Linked DNA regions of Triticum aestivum: region 1 is linked to region 2. A link is a contact called in public Hi-C data. All regions are on one chromosome and are shown on one strand. Each heading gives the region's core, a stretch centred on a gene start, on an enhancer-like site or on the middle of the called end of the contact. The rest is flanking DNA. Distances are from core to core; before and after follow the strand shown.

Region 1 (3,999 bases), core at 1,146-3,645, 51 kb after region 2:
TAGCCATCTACGACCTTTTCTGCTTCAGATAAATCCATGCAAAAGGCTACAGAAAGTGAGATTCCTAGTGGGAGATCAATCAGATCACTCTCCATCCTCCTCGCCTATGGTGGGCCTGACTTAGATTCATGCACAGCCAACAACCGGTGAGGATAAAATATTCCTTTCACCTTGCGACCCAAACATTTTGGAAAAATGTAGCTACCTAACTCTGGGGTTCCAAAAAGGAAAAGGAGGAAGCAAATTGGGTGAACGCCCAGCCAAAGTAGCCTTTTCGGCTGCACGTCACCTCAGCATCATGCACTGATCATCATAAGAGCCATGCTTAATTAGCATATGTTAAAAATACTCCGAGATGCATATCCATCTATCGAGGACCAATCTTTACACAAAGCACGATACCAAGATTTATTAACAAGGTTTGTTGAACACCAGCTAATCTCTAGGGCATGCCTATAAGCGCTTCTCGGCACCTTGGCCACCCGGGCGCCGACACAAAACCATCGCTTCCCCCTGCATGCCTGTCCAACAACAAATAGTCTGCAAATTCATCTGCTGATGAGGTATTATGCGTCTGCTCAAAGTAAAAATCAATGAATATCGCACCAATGCTATAGTTGATGTAAGAAATGTCGGACTTTATACGTTCTGTACAAGTCCTCTCTTATGTTTATTGCAAAGGTTGTGCTATTATGAGTTGCCTGGTATTTCCCTAAGACCCTACTCCAACATTTAGTTAATTTAACGCAAATAAAAAAGATGATCGGGGAATACTTAATTTGTGTGCTCCATAAACAAGATAATATACTTGATTACTAACAAAATTGACCCCAGATATATATAGCTGGTTGACAACCCATAAACCTGGGAGGTGGACCGATCAATCATGCAATACAAGCTAGCAACTACTCCCTCTGTAAACTAATATAAGAGCGTTTAGATCACTATTTTAGTATTCTAAACGCTTTTATATTAGTTTACGGAGGGAGTACATGTGATGATGCGACCGGCATGCCCACTTAAGTATTGATCGCGAAAAGAATACTTGACTAATTAACTGGCCAAATCATCCAACTGATTCCTCTGTATTATCGGGGTGGTAGGATACATATATTTGGATTAGCTGGCAGTAGCAGGTCATGCCATGTGACGGAGACTAGCTAGAAAAGAGAGCCGGATTCTTCGGGAATTTCGTGTGAATGATGCGGCAACTGGCAGGCGCTCATTCAAGCTGTTCACAACTTGACAGGGCGACCCTCGCCAAACGAACAAAAAACTTGACAAGGCGGCACCAATCTATTCAGACAAGGGGCTCCTCTTTGTTCGATATGCACTGTCAGCAAATTATGCTTGGTCCGAAATATCTCTCTTTCTGAGTCTGTTTTTGCGCTGGTCTAGGTCTATCATGTACGCCCGCGAGAAAAATACTTCTAACCGGTACATGCATGCATGTGGCTTTCAAAGGGTGACGAGGATTCCTCGGTGCAAGTACATATCTGAAAGACTTGGCGTGTGAATATCAATCCACACCCACCCCGCTCCAAAAACGCAAGAGAACAAGCGCATGGAACAATATATACGACGGTTGCTAGCAAACAGGGAGAGGCGCCAAGAGTCAAGCAAATGATGGTAAAAGAATTGTCCGCGGTTGCATCCGTACGCGATCGTTACGGCAACAAAGATCACCACCCGGAGGAGTTTGAATTTGCTTCGCACCTACGCAGTTTTGTAGAGTAGCACTCACAGATTTATCTGCAGTTCTCCGGCCTCAAGCAGTGAAGAAGAAGAAGAAGTTGTTTCTGCTGACAGCGAGCAGAGAGGGAGGGGGTTTACTTGACTTTGAATATTATAGTAAATCCGTAAAGGCGAGTGGCACACATTTGCTGACTCCATCCTTAGGGCTCTGACCAAATCAGCACGCGGATCCCTCCGCCTGCGTGCGCTTCACTGTCAAATCCCTTGTTTCTGGTTCCGAATTGAGCTCCTCGTCGCACGGACTGATATGAAACCCAACATCCCACTATGCCCATGTCCATATGCTGCGTCGCTGATTCATCGTACCGAGTGCTTCTTTCCCGCAGCCGCAGGAAAAGTAATACCGCAATACTCCCTTCCTTCGAAAATACTTGTCATCAAAATGGGCAAAAGGGGATGTATGTAGAACTAAGATACATCTAGATACATCCCCTTTTATTCATTTTAATGACAAATATTTCCGGACGGAGGGAGTACTACTTTTTGCAAGGATCAAGTAGTCAATAAAGCTTCATTTTTGTTCGGCATCCTTCTCATCCTCTCCTCTCCCATTTTGTCGCATGCATGGGAGCCGTAAGCATAACGTGGTGTATACATAATCCATTGTGTATTCAGTTAATTAACGAGGCAACATGGTCAACTTGTCATGTGTCCATACGCCGTTGGCGTAATGCTGCAGCAATGAAGAGCCCGCAAGCCATCCATCAGCTTGATGGCGACGATCGAGTTGACGATTTGACCCAATTACGTGCGTCCAACGAAGGCGCCGCGGGTCCCGCTCCCAGCGCACGCATACGCGTTTCGTGTTGACTTGTCAGAAGAGAAGAGAGAATCAAGTGACGTCGCGCTGCTGCCCTTCTTGTGCAGCAAAAACGGGAGCATGTGACGCCCCGTACACCTTCAGCTCAAAAAAGATCACCTTATCCAGTCGAACGTGGACACTCGGCAGGTCTGCAGTCCGGTGGCCCAAACCGACCACAAACGTGCAGGCGGTCCGCCTAATCACTAAGACCAACTCCACCGCGCGACCCTATCCTGTCTGCTCCCGTCCGTTTGGGGTAAAAGGGACAAACAAGACGGCCTAGCGTGCGGGCGCAAACGGACTTTGTGTCCGCTTTGTGTCCGCTTTCGACCCATCCCCAGCTCAAACTTGCGCCGGTTTTGGGGTGAAACGGACAGCGCGCGGACGGGCGGAACGTGCGCGCTTGTCCTCCCCTGGCCTGCCTGTCAGTGGGAGAAACCAACCCCCCCACACGCCCATTTGGCGCCATTTGCCCCAAACCCTCCCACGTCCCTCCCGCCGCCCCCTCTCTCCCCCGTCCATGGCCGACGCCCCGCCGAGTTCCGGCGGCCTGGCCGTCGACCCGCCCGCAAAGGTGAAGAAGAAGGCGCCAAGGAAGCCGCGGTCGGAGTGCACGCCGGAGGAGATTGCCAAGTTGGACGCGGAATCGGCGAAGAGGAGGGAACGGAGAGCGGTCGTCAAGGTCAATGCCGTCGCGGCCAAGAGAGCCGCCCAACGCGAGGAGCTGGAGGCCGCGCGGCGCAAGGCCGCTGCCGACGAGAAGGAAGACCTCGTCAACAAAGCGCACGCCATCCTCATGCTTGGCATGGGCCGTCCTGCCGGGTTCCCTGCAGCGGCCGTCGGCCCGGCGAGCACCGGCTCGTCGGTCGCCCGGCCTACGCACTGCCAGTCGCCGACGTCGCGCACCACGCCCATGTCGCCCGGCTTCCCTCCGCCAAGGCACGACGGCCAGACCCGTTTCTCGGGGTCGCCGGAGGTGGGCTTGTCCGCGCCGTCCACACCGCGCCCCGCGGTCGTCATCGACCTCAACGTCACGCCCGGGTCCAGCAGCGACGGGCGGCCGTCCGTAGAGATGCTAAGAAAGCAGGCACGGGCACCGTTCACGGGCACCATGCCGGCCCCCCGTGTCTTGTTTGACGGAATGCCAACCCCAACGCCAGCGGTCGACGAAGCGAAGGAGGTGGCCCTCGCGATCATGAGCGTGGACTTGTCGAAGATGAGCGACAAGACGAGGGCCTGGTTCGAGGCCAGGCAGAAGGAGATGCTCGACGCCAAGGCCTGAACTAGGTCGTCCGATCGGCGTGGCCGTTCTTTTTGAGGCTGGCATGGGTGCCGCCCGCCCGTCGGGCCGCTGGCAGTGTGCCGGCGAGAAAACATTCATTTTGGAGGCCGGCTGTGTTGCCGGCCGCTGGCTGTGTTGCCGGCGAGGAGAACTATTCATT
Region 2 (3,898 bases), core at 108-2,607:
ATAAGTCTTTTTAGAGATTTCAAATAGACCACTACATACGGATGTGTATAGACATATTTTAGAGTGTAGATTCACTCATTTTGCTTCCTATGTAGTCACTTGTTGAAATCTCTAGAAAGACCGATATTTAGGAACGGAGGGAGTACTTTGAAACAGGCGTCTTGATTGAGCATGTACGGTAATATTCTCTCAATGAAATTTCACGGTGGTAATGAACAGGTAGGGGGGGCCTTGATGGGTCATTTTAGGCTCCAAGGATCATCAAGTGCAAATTGCGACATGGAAATTCTTGTAAACTGCAAATTGTGGACGCTAATCCGAAGCATAGGACAAGACAAAGTAGTGAAAAGTAGAGGCGATCGTTCATATTTCATAGTCAAGAGAAGGCGTGCGGACCATGGGACAGAGACAACAAGAGACTTTTCGTTCATATTTTTGTTTTCATGTGATGTGTGAGTCGAATTTTGCTCTAGCCGAGTCAAAATTAGAGCACAAGGGCAGGCAGTCCAGAGGCCAGAAGGAATTTTCAGAGAGCTGGGGAGAGAAGGCAGAATTCGGCGGTTAATGCAAAGCAACGCAAATCACACGGACCGTATGACGGGCATGATACGTAGATACTTTTATTTAATTGCTGCATCTTCTAGAGAGCGAGAAAAGAGGAGCCGAGGCAAAAAGTAGTACTAGTAGCAAGAGAAATCAAGAGTGTGAAGGTGCGAGGAAGGAAGGCGGGTTTTGTTTTCACGTGCGGAAGACGAACTGGTAGGGTACCGGTGTAGCTACGAACTGGCTCGGCGGGGCCATCCATCCGGATGGTGTTTTGGCTGGTGGGTGTGCCACTAGCTGCCGGAGGGGAGACGGAAGGGGATCCTCCATTCCTCCCCCATGGAAACGCATCCAAGAAGCCGCTTTTTGCCCCCCGCCTTTTCGTCCGGGTTTGTCCATTTCACGTCATGTCCACCTCTGACTCTGAAGCTGGCTCCATGCTTCTCGCACCAACTCAGATTCTTGATTCTCTCTCTTTCCATCTATCTAAACCTTTTACTGGGTATCTTCTTTTCGGTTGATTAACAAGATGATTTGTGACTGTAATTTTCTTAACAGCGAGAGGGGGAGAGGGAGAGAGATTAATTGCTCAGCAGGGAGCACGTACCTTGGCCGGCGGTTCGAAGTTCTCCGCTGCCTGCGTCCCCATGTTCTGCCGGCCGGGCCTTGTCTTGAGCAATGGAGAGTAAACAGAACAGAGGGGGATGTGTGAGAGGAGGATGTGCAGAGAGAGAGAGAGAGAGAGAGAGAGAGAGCGAAAGAGATATAAAGAGCGTCGGACTGGTCTGTTCTTTATAGAGCAGAGCAAGAGCAGAGCAGGGAGCGCGCGGAGTAGGCTGTGAACGCGCGGGCGCAGATATCGCGCCAGGTTGACCGTTGACTCCAGCGCGGCAGCAGCAATCCGGGCCCTCTGTGCGGCTGGCTGCGCCGAGCGCGACGCCCTGTCCGTCAGATCTGGCTTCTACGGCCTACATGAGTCAGTCAGGCTCCGCTCGGTCGGCTTTACTTCTTTTTTTTTTCGTCACGCAGACAAATAAGCTTGAGGAAAATGGCACATGAAAACCAAGGAACGGGGGCTTTGGGAAAGACGGGGGCTCGTGACATGAAGCGGCAGAGCACTAGGGGTGCTCCAAGGTCCATCAAAACACGACAGATTCTTGTTTTTTGACGATCCAAAATACTCCTCCTCCTCCTCGTGATGTCCAGGACCAGCGCAGTTCATGCAGTAATTCACATTCGACGGGCTCCCCATTTGGCGCAGCGTGTAAGTTTACAAGAGAGAAACATATCGCAAAGGCCTGATTCGTCTACATTTTCTTTTCACCTCCATCGGTGCATCTGGCGCCATTTGGACTGCACGAGCACATACACTGGCAGCTGTGGCTGGCTAGCAGGGGAGTTCGATGCCCAGCTGTACGCGTATGTATGTAGGCGCGGGATTAAACAAAACAATTCGATCGAGCTGTTTGAGGGAGACGTGCCCATGAAATGCACGGCCATGGCCGGCTTCTTGCCATTGATTCGGTTCATTCTTTTCCTTTTATTACTACTCCTAGAAAACGATTTGTTTGAGTGGGTGCCCGTGGACGCTTGGTTAAATCCATCACGCCTACTTGTTGTCTCTAACGATAACGATACAACAAGGGGGGCGAAACATATATACACATTGGGTTTGTCCTTCTCCATGCGAGCCCTAGCTATGATACGCAGCACGGTGCAAGAATCATATTCCCGCTTTTTTTTGTCTCGTGGAATCCGGCATAATTACTTGCTACATATGCATTGCTCCGAGGGAGCAGATTCCACACTGCAATTCGGTTGGAAATTTCACTGTGGGCGTGCTTGAAAGTGCACCTACTGCCAGGGTTGTCTCCAGGAATTTGGGGGCCTGTGGTGAACTTCAAATTGCAGCCTCAGTTTTTTAAAATCATATAACTAAAGGACTATCTTGAAAAAGTCTTATACCTACCCAAGAAATACCTCATGCTAAAGCATCCAAATATTTGCTCGAATACACAATATAAGTAGAACTGAAACTTGATGTTGAACGATCGGACAAAATAGACAAAATATGACAAAAATTAATATGAGGATACAAAAGAGTACCTGATCCACAGGTTCCTTCGTGCGTGCCTCCTATATCTGTAGACACTCCTGTTGTGGGCATCGATGAAATCATCATCTTGTTTTTCGACAAATCAAATTGAAATAAATATGGAGAGAATTTATGTTTAATGGATACATGATTCTTTTTCACTACAGCTCATTGTTCAAGTGCATCAATTTATAAATCAACACATGCAACATTAGTTTGGAAATCAACAAATACAACATGTCAGTTCAATTGCATCTGCTATTTGTTATATGCCTGTCTCGGTAAAAGAAATTACCCAGTGTACTTTTGGCTTCCGAGGTGCATCAATCATGGGCGAGGGGGAGGCAGGGGAAGGCGCCCAGCAGTAGCAGTACAAGGGTTGGACCGGTTGGGCATACACTGGGGAGCACTTGTATGAACGACATGGTGGGGCTAGCTAGCACAAAGTAGCTAGCAGGCCGAGCTGGATTAAGGAAGAGCAGCGGCCGGCGGCAGATTGCAGTAGAACATCAAGGGGATTAGAGGCGGCACGAGCATACAAGGAAGACGACTGGGGGTGGGGGCTAGTGTCGGTGTCAAAACCGGCGGATCTCGGGTAGGGGGTCCCGAACTGTGCGTCTAAGGCTAATGGTAACAGGAGGCAGGGGACACGATGTTTACCCAGGTTCGGGCCCTCTCGATGGAGGTAATTCCCTACTTCCTGCTTGATTGATCTTGATGATATGAGTATTACAAGAGTTGATCTACCACGAGATCGTAGAGGCTAAACCCTAGAAGCTAGCCTATGATTATGATTGCTCTGGTCCTACGGACTAAACCCTCCGGTTTATATAGACACCGGAGGGGGCTAGGGTTACACAGGATCGGTTACAAAGAAGGAGATCTACATATCCGAATTGCCAAGCTTGCCTTCCACGCAAAGGAGAGTCCCATCCGGACACGGGACGAAGTCTTCAATCTCGTATCTTCATAGTCCAAAAGTCCGGCCAAAGTATATAGTCCGACTGTCAGAGGACCCCTTAATCCAGGACTCCCTGAGTAGCCCCCAAACCAGGCTTCAATGACGATGAGTCCGGCGCGCAGATTGTCTTCGGCATTGCAAGGCGGGTTCTTCTCCAAATTCTTCAGAGTACCTGTTGTAACGAGCAGTGTCCGGCTTCCCATTAATGTTGCACTCCTCGGCTTCTGTGCTTTAATAATGGATATCTCCACGTGTCGAGCGGATGCGAGCAGTCGGGGCATTTTTTTCATTTGCCACCT

What was found. Hi-C and Micro-C count contacts between places; a contact is called where the count stands out from the background.
Region 1: a contact with region 2 is called in a Hi-C map of leaf, with 3 times the contacts expected there. The contact joins the enhancer-like site here to the promoter of LOC123157166 in region 2. A contact is called at or near these places in 3 of 5 Hi-C or Micro-C datasets (all in leaf) and 1 of 1 datasets of contacts at active chromatin or transcription factors (leaf).

Annotation. Positions count from the first base shown.
Region 1 is chr7B:393,205,761-393,209,759 of IWGSC CS RefSeq v2.1, forward strand. No RefSeq gene overlaps it. Among protein-coding and RNA genes, the nearest start is that of LOC123157166, 51 kb to the left of the region's middle. Within about 2 kb of position 2,396, at least 4 of the 8 cell types and tissues checked have an H3K27ac peak or open chromatin away from gene starts, as enhancers often do. A contact at or near this core is called in leaf, where this site is marked.
Region 2 is chr7B:393,155,433-393,159,330 of IWGSC CS RefSeq v2.1, forward strand. LOC123157166 (lysine histidine transporter 1) reads right to left here and starts at 1,358. Exons shown (of 7, transcript XM_044575412.1): 1 at 1,151-1,358. The coding sequence starts at 1,192.